2 separate regions of the Mus musculus genome follow, and region 1 is linked to region 2. A link is a contact called in public Hi-C data. All regions are on one chromosome and are shown on one strand. The core of a region is the stretch at or near the end of the contact, and the rest is flanking DNA. Distances in the headings are between cores, read along the strand shown.

The links. Hi-C and Micro-C count contacts between places; a contact is called where the count stands out from the background.
Region 1: a contact with region 2 is called in a Hi-C map of the G1E-ER4 cell line, with 4 times the contacts expected there. The contact joins two enhancer-like sites. A contact is called at or near these places in 1 of 15 datasets of contacts at CTCF or cohesin (the NIH/3T3 cell line), 10 of 484 Hi-C or Micro-C datasets (the G1E-ER4 cell line, the STO cell line, colorectal tumor organoids and 5 more) and 1 of 9 other capture datasets (embryonic stem cells).

The regions. Positions count from the first base shown.
Region 1 is chr15:52,135,751-52,139,283 of GRCm38.p6, reverse strand. No RefSeq gene overlaps it. Among named protein-coding and RNA genes, the nearest start is that of Aard, 97 kb to the right of the region's middle. Within about 2 kb of position 2,218, at least 1 of the 459 cell types and tissues checked has an H3K27ac peak or open chromatin away from gene starts, as enhancers often do. A contact at or near this core is called in the G1E-ER4 cell line, where this site is marked.
Region 2 is chr15:51,909,355-51,913,117 of GRCm38.p6, reverse strand. All of the region lies in intron 1 of Gm34678 (a long non-coding RNA gene), which reads left to right. Among named protein-coding and RNA genes, the nearest start is that of Gm34678, 7.2 kb to the left of the region's middle. Within about 2 kb of position 1,562, at least 1 of the 459 cell types and tissues checked has an H3K27ac peak or open chromatin away from gene starts, as enhancers often do. A contact at or near this core is called in the G1E-ER4 cell line, where this site is marked.

The DNA of each region.
Region 1 (3,533 bases), core at 969-3,468, 230 kb before region 2:
AGATGTTTTTCTCCATTTTCTCCCTGTTCTTCAGGCAATTGAACAAACAACCAGAGGAATGAATTGACTTGTCTAAGACTGCACGCTTAGGGGGAACTGGAACCACACTCCAGGGGCTTCATCTGAGCACGCTGTCCTCCAGAGCACAGTGAATCACTATAAAGTGAAGGGAGGTTAACAAACCTGGTTCCTCCCTATGAGAGGATTGCATGTACAGGCAGAGGAAGGTCAATTTCTGGGAGTGTGGGATTACTTTCAGCATTGATATAAAAGCTCTTACACGAGAATTTCTTAAGGGCATACTTGCTTTCCATTAAGCATTTTTCTTTGCTGTTGCTGCTGCTGCTGAGCACAATGAGGGAAGGAAAAAAAAAAAAACCCTTCTCTGTACTTTCTTAAAAGCAAAAACAAATGGAAGTTTCATGAAATTGTGTGGGCGCTCTTGACTTATCTTTATCCATCACACTGAAATGTACCCATATGGAAGATAAATAGTGTTATTACATTCCATGCTTAGTACTTAGATCCCCAAAATGCTGACAGGTCACTAATACCAATAAAATATATGGAACTTAATTATAACTGAAGCCCACAAATGTCAGCCAGGAGATTACAATCAGCAAGATTCACTGAGTGAGCACTTCGTGCTCTGCTGTGAGGGTACACACTTCTCATATCTCCCATCACCTGCATCTCCCTCCTGCCCTGCCTTCATAACTCGGAAGCGCAACTCCAGTGCTATGAGCTGAAGTGCGCCATAGTCCTGAGGAGATGAGGAATACAGTCTAACGAGCTCTTTCATAGAAACAGGCAACTGCAGATGGCCAGGTGTTCTCTCTGTAGTCTCAATTCTGAGGCCATTCTTCCATTGTCTCTTCCCAAGAAGAGCGTCCCTCGGGTTGGCAGCACAGAAGCATCTACCACTGAAATAAGATTAGCTGCAAAGACACCAGAAGGTCAGGCAGATGTAGAGTGGTACTACTGCCATATTAGAAGTAATCATAAGAGTTGGGGGCTCCTCAGGAAAAAGCAGATTATGTGCCTAGGGATACAACACCAGCCAACCCTGTATCATAGAAAAGCATGGGCCAGAGGAATGTTAATGGAACCAGATATTTGGGCTTCTGCTGCCTGTTCTTTGGCTGGCTGGAGAAGAGGAGCAGTTCATTCATTCATTCATTCATTCATTCACTCAAAACACATTTTGTAACATGTTTAGCTCTGCAAAAAAAAAATCATCTACCCAATATGTAGACAGGAAACATTAATCATTTGACAAACTCATTAATAAAAGTCTGTGTTCATAATTCTAAGAATAACTTTGAAAATGCTAATTACTAGAACCAGTTTGGAAGGCACACAATGTGCACAAATCCTGAGAAAAGTTTTAGAGTTTTTTTATTTTTTGGTTTGGTTGGGTTTGGTTTTTTTTTTTTTAAAGGTTAATTTTGTTTAACCCAACCATGTCCCCAGCTAATTGGCTAATGAACCCCTTTCTCCTTTTAAACGAAGCCTGATAAAAACCTGTGTAACTAGAGTCTCAAAAGCACACTGCAGTAAAAGCCACAACCCTGTAGCTTATTGTTCCTAAGATCGCATTTTAAACTATGAATTTCCGGTCTTTATAGTTTTTCTGACAAATTCCTTTCCTAAGAATTAAAATTGCTATTAATTTCTGTGTGCTTCCCAGAATGGTAACGTTCTTAAGTCCCTGTAACTGCACATTAGTGTAGTAGTAACACACATAGGCACATATGTATGTATGTATGTATGATGAATGAATGTATATATGTGTATGTTATACTCAGTCATTAATGAGAAGTTGTCAAATTTCAAGAAGCTCCATAATAATGTATGATGTGACATTTTGCTCCTATCCATGCAATTATTTTATATTACCCTAATTTTATGATTTGCAATTTCATGAAGTATTTATTACTTAGCATATATTATTCTTTGTTGTATATCACTATATTCACTTTTTACTGGAGGACATAGACTACCAAAATGATCTTGTTTTATTTATAGGGAAGTATAGGACTAATTTATGAGACATTTAGAAAATATTTCTGCTCCCCAATAGTTAGAAGCTAAGTTACAGAAATTAGCTCTAAATAAGCTCTTTTCAGTTCACCAGAACCCTTCCTCCTAGGACTGCCCTCTTGCACAAAGACGACTAACAATTGTCTTCAATCACCTTGTACGTGGTACTAGTCTTACTGCCTGGCCTTTGTAAGTGACTGAAACCTTAGCCTGCTGGACAAAACCTGAAAGTGTGTGTGTGCCCACATCTCAAGCAGCTGGACCCACTTCCTGGGCCTTATCTGCTGTGTTCTGCCCAGCTGTGTCCTTAACATTTCAACCATACTAACTGCAGTTCTTCAAGCGAGTCTTCTCACTCAGTATCTTAGTTTATGGTGCTCTCTGTGTCTAAAATAGTCTTCTAACACTTTATCCCAGCAAACAACTGTACATACTTCATCATGTTTTTTAATCTTTTAGTTAACGGAACACACTTTGTACCAGCTCCCTGTGCAGAATGATAAGATTATTGTTATGTCTAATTTTGGTCCCAAGCTCATGGAAGAGAAAAAAAATGAAATACAAACAGTAAACAGATAGTGCAACCACCCTGTGATCATTAACATTGGTATTCAACTTGTCCGTATCTGAAGTCACCTAAAAGACAAGCCTATGGGCACACTTGTGAGGGACTTTCAAGATAGAATCAATCTCTGGACATGCCATGAGTTATTGTCTTGAGTAGGTCAACTGAGCTTGGGAGACCCCCTCTGAATGTAGGCAACACCATTCCTGTGGCCCGGATCCCCAGCTGAATAAAAAGGAGAAATGATCTTCATCTGTCGCTCTTCTTTACTATGAATACAGGGTGAGCAGCTGTCCTGAGTTCCTGCTGCTCCTGACTTAACTATCATGATAGAGCATGACCTGGAATCGTGAGCCAAGCAAACACGTCCTTCCCTAAGCTCCTTCTTCAGGTTATTTTATTGGAGCAAGCAGGAAAGGAACAGAAATGCATCCTTTCATGCAAACATGTGCCTGAAGTCATCGAGGAATGAAAACAGCATTTAGTGTCCTCTTGTGATTAAATGTTGGCAGAAATCAGCAAAGAAAATGGGAAAGACATATACAACCACCAAACCCAGACACTAGTGCATATGCCAGCAAGATTTTGCTGACAGGACCCTGATATAGCTGTCTCTTGTGAGGCTATGCCAGTGCCTGGCAAACACAGAAGTGGATGTTCACAGTCATCTATTTGGGTGGAACACAGGGCCCCTAATGAAGGAGCTAGAGAAAGTACCCAAGGAGCTAAAGGGGTCTGCAACCCTATAGGAGGATCAACAATATGAACTAACCAGTACCCCCACCCCCAGAACTATGTCTCTAGTTGCATATGTAGCACAGGATGGCCTAGTAGGCCAGCAATGGGAGGAGAGGCCCTTGGTCTTTCGAAGATCATATGCCACAGTTCAGGGGAATGCCAGGGCCAGGAAATGGGAGTGGGTGGG
Region 2 (3,763 bases), core at 313-2,812:
AGAAGGCTGTTTGAGATGGGTTTAAAACATGGCTTATACATTCACTCCTGATCATTTTCAACTCATAAAAGCTCTCGCTTCTTTTGGCGCTCTCTTCATATAGGGCAATGTCTACTTTTCACCAAGGGACTCATTCTCTTTGTGTCTACTATGGGCTGAATCGTTACTCCTGCAAGGTCATAAGCTGAGGCCCTCAACCCAGTGCCTCAGAGTGTAGCTGTGTTTGCAGATAGGGTCTCCGGGTCTCTAAAGGGTTGATTCAGTTAACACATGGTCCTTATAAAAAATAAGAGTGTAAATCTGACATGATTGGTGCACACAAAGGGAAGTGAAGACCTGGGGAGGTGGTGGCCCTCTGCAAGCCATGGGAAGAGGCTTCAGAAGTCACCAACATTATTAACATCTTGTTGTCAAACTTTTACCACTTGGAGCTGTAAGAAAATTACATTTGTTATTTAATCCACATAGTCTCTTATACCTGGTGTAGCAGCTATGGCAAACAAATACAATACCTCACTGTTAAAACTCTAAGGGAGTGAATATGATAGGTCCAAGTTGATGATTAAGGCCTCTGCTAAATAAAGCTTAGAACAAACCACAATATCACCAACCCATAGGATGCGCTCTTCTGAACAAATGCTCTCCCCCTAGCCAATTTGCTTTGTCCAGGGTGTATGAGAGCCAGGAGATACGCGATACAAGCTAACCCCAATGGCAATGTATATTTAAGTATCCATCCTTGCCAAAACGGTAAGGACTTAGAACACCTTCCATTGCTAGGAAACTGGAAGCTTAGCAAGCCTACTAAGTTTGGACCTTTATTTAAGATTTCTTTCAATGGACCAAGGCAGAGCTAGCAAAACACACAAGCGTGCATATGTCAAGAAATATGCAACTTCTATCACTTGCCTGCTGCTCCATTCCAAGCCTCCATCACTACACCTGGCACCTGCTAAGAACTTAAGTAACATGTCCACTTCATATGGACGGCAACATCCAACCAGAGACTCTTTTAGTGGGTATAATTCCAAACAGCAGAAACCTTGGACAAGTCTTGCGATGGCTGTTGGGTCAAAAGATCCATACATCGAGAAATATACTCTGAAATTTGCGCTTAGCAGATTCTTCTGAATTCGTCTTGAATGTACAGTTACAAATAAGAGAATGGTGACAGGGCGATTCGTAGGGGAGGCTGGAGCTCCCCCTAGGGGCGGAGATGAGGTATCTCTAAAAATGCCGTGAGGTTCAGATAGGTAATTTCTTATTTTTGAAGGAGATAAAACCTAACCTTATGTGGCAGCATTGTTGAAAGAACCTCAAAGGATGAAAGATCTAATGATAAATCTTTGGTTACAAATCCATCCAAAAAGCCATCTACCAAACATCAAGATGTAAGATACAAGATATTTGAATATTAAAGTTGAAATTTATTAATTTTTTGGGTTGTTTTTTTTTTTTTTTTGAGACAAGGTTTTCCTGTGTAGCACTGTCTGTCTGTCCTGAAACTCACTCTGTAGACCAGGCTGGCCTCGAACTCAGAGATCACCCTCGCTCTGCTTCACAAGGGCTGGAATTAAGTGTGTGTGCCACCACCAACTGGCTTGAAATTTATTAATTCTTTTAACACCTATTTTTTTTTTTTGTGGGGTCTTGGATGAGAACATGAAAACGCAAGCGATGTGTGGGTACTGAGATTAGCAAACAGCTTGCACGAGTAAGTTTCTTCTTCCACCAAGAGAATCCTGGGAATTGAACTCAAATTATCAGACTCCGTAGCAAGTACCTTTATCATAGCAGCACAAAATGGAAATTATGTAAAAACGAGTCTTTGGTATACACTGTGTAATTACAATTATTTTAATATTATACAATTTAATTTTATTACATTTTTGTGAGATATTATAATTCTGTTGAACTTCAAATGATATCTAGTCCTGACACCCCAAAATTCTAACAGTTCCAATAGTCAAGATCAAGGGCAGATTTTGGTTTTATTGTTTAATTTTTGTTGCATACATGTTTATGGGGTGGGGTCTTTTTTGCAATTTGTATTAAAAACATTTTTATTGATTCTTTGAGAATTTTATACAATGTATTTTGACCATATTCGCCCCCAACTCCTGCCCTTAACTCCTCCTAGATCCACCTCTACCTCCCCATGCCTCTCAATTCTTTGTTTTCCTTTTTATTAAAAAAAAATAGCCCATCTATTTAATTCATTCTCTTGGTGTGAGGCTAGCCACTGGAGCATGGTCGACCTACCAGGAGCACCATTTGTGGTGGTTTGAATAGAAATGGCCCTCATAGACTCATGTGTTTAAATGCCCATACGGAGTGGCACTATTAAGTGTGGCCTTATTAGAGGAGGTGTGGCCTTGTTGGAGGAGGTGTGGCCTTATTAGAGGAGGTGTGGCCTTTGTTGGAGGAGGTGTGGCCTTATTAGAGGAGGTGTGGCCTTGTTGGAGGAGGTGTGCTATCATGGGGACAGACTTTGAGATCTCTTATGCTCAAACTATGCCCAGTCTCCTTCTGTTGCCTTTGGATCCAGGTGTAGAACTCTCAGCTCCTTCTCCAGCACCATGTCTGTCTTCATGCTGTGATGTTTTCTGCCATGATGAAACTGTAAACCAGCCTCAATGCAATGTTTTCCTTTATAAAAGTTGCCATAGACATGGTGATTCTTCATGGCACTAAGACCCAAACTAAGATGTGGAGGAAGAACGCTGTGCCACCAGGGGTGCCAGGCCAAAGCAAGAGTGAGGTCAGTATGTGTCCAAACCCAACAGGAATAGGACTGCTTCCTCCTTGCTCTCAGCCGGCATGTCCCAGCACATGTAGCCTTACAACCTGCACCTCCACTACCCCTGGGGTAGTCAGGTTACCTGGTGGCCAGATTAAAGGTTCAACTTCTTCTTGCCTTGTAAAGACGTGCCCAGCAAGCACCCCGATTTCCTGTTCGTGCAAATGGACCATTCCCAGCACCTCGGCACCAGCCAATAATATATACTCACCCACCCAAACCCCTATTCACTCCCCTAGATTTATATAGCCCTTGTTCAGCCCAATAAAGAGATCTGTTTCACTGAAACCCATCTCCAGAAGGCTCATGGACTAACACCAGCCGAAGATGCTATCTAATCCAGCGGTCTGTCAAAGCTTCACTCCTTCCAGTCCAGCCAAGGGCACAACAATGGTTACTGGGTATCCCAAGGGGAACAGCAGACTTGGGCTGGCACTAAGAAACCATCAAAGAAAATGGACCCTCCCTTCTCCAGAAGCCATCAGCAATCCACAGCTCCACAGTTAGGAGTGGGAGCTCGAGATTCCCTTCCTGAGGAAAAGTGAGTAGCCAGGTGTTCTCTGCACTGTGATCCAACAGGAAAAGCAAACACTCTTACCATGGCGTTTCTCCAGATTATATTCATTATATATTATTCTGCCTGGAGGACAAGACCAGATGAAGGAAGCAGGATGGCGAGCAGCAGATGGAGATGAACTGTGAACGTCTTCATGGAGGTGATGGAGACTTTTTTGGTCCATTTGTGGTGCCATAACAAACCATCACAAACTGGGTAGCTTATAAATAACAGAAAGTTATTTCTCACCATCTAGGGGGCTGCGAAGTCTATATGGAGGGAGCCAGCAAACCTGATGGCTGCTCAGGACTCTGCTGGCTAGTCTGTGTGCCTCTGGTTATATCCTCACTTTACAGAAGTGGGTAGCAGCCTCTGGAAGATTTTTTTTTGTCTGATTATTTAATGTT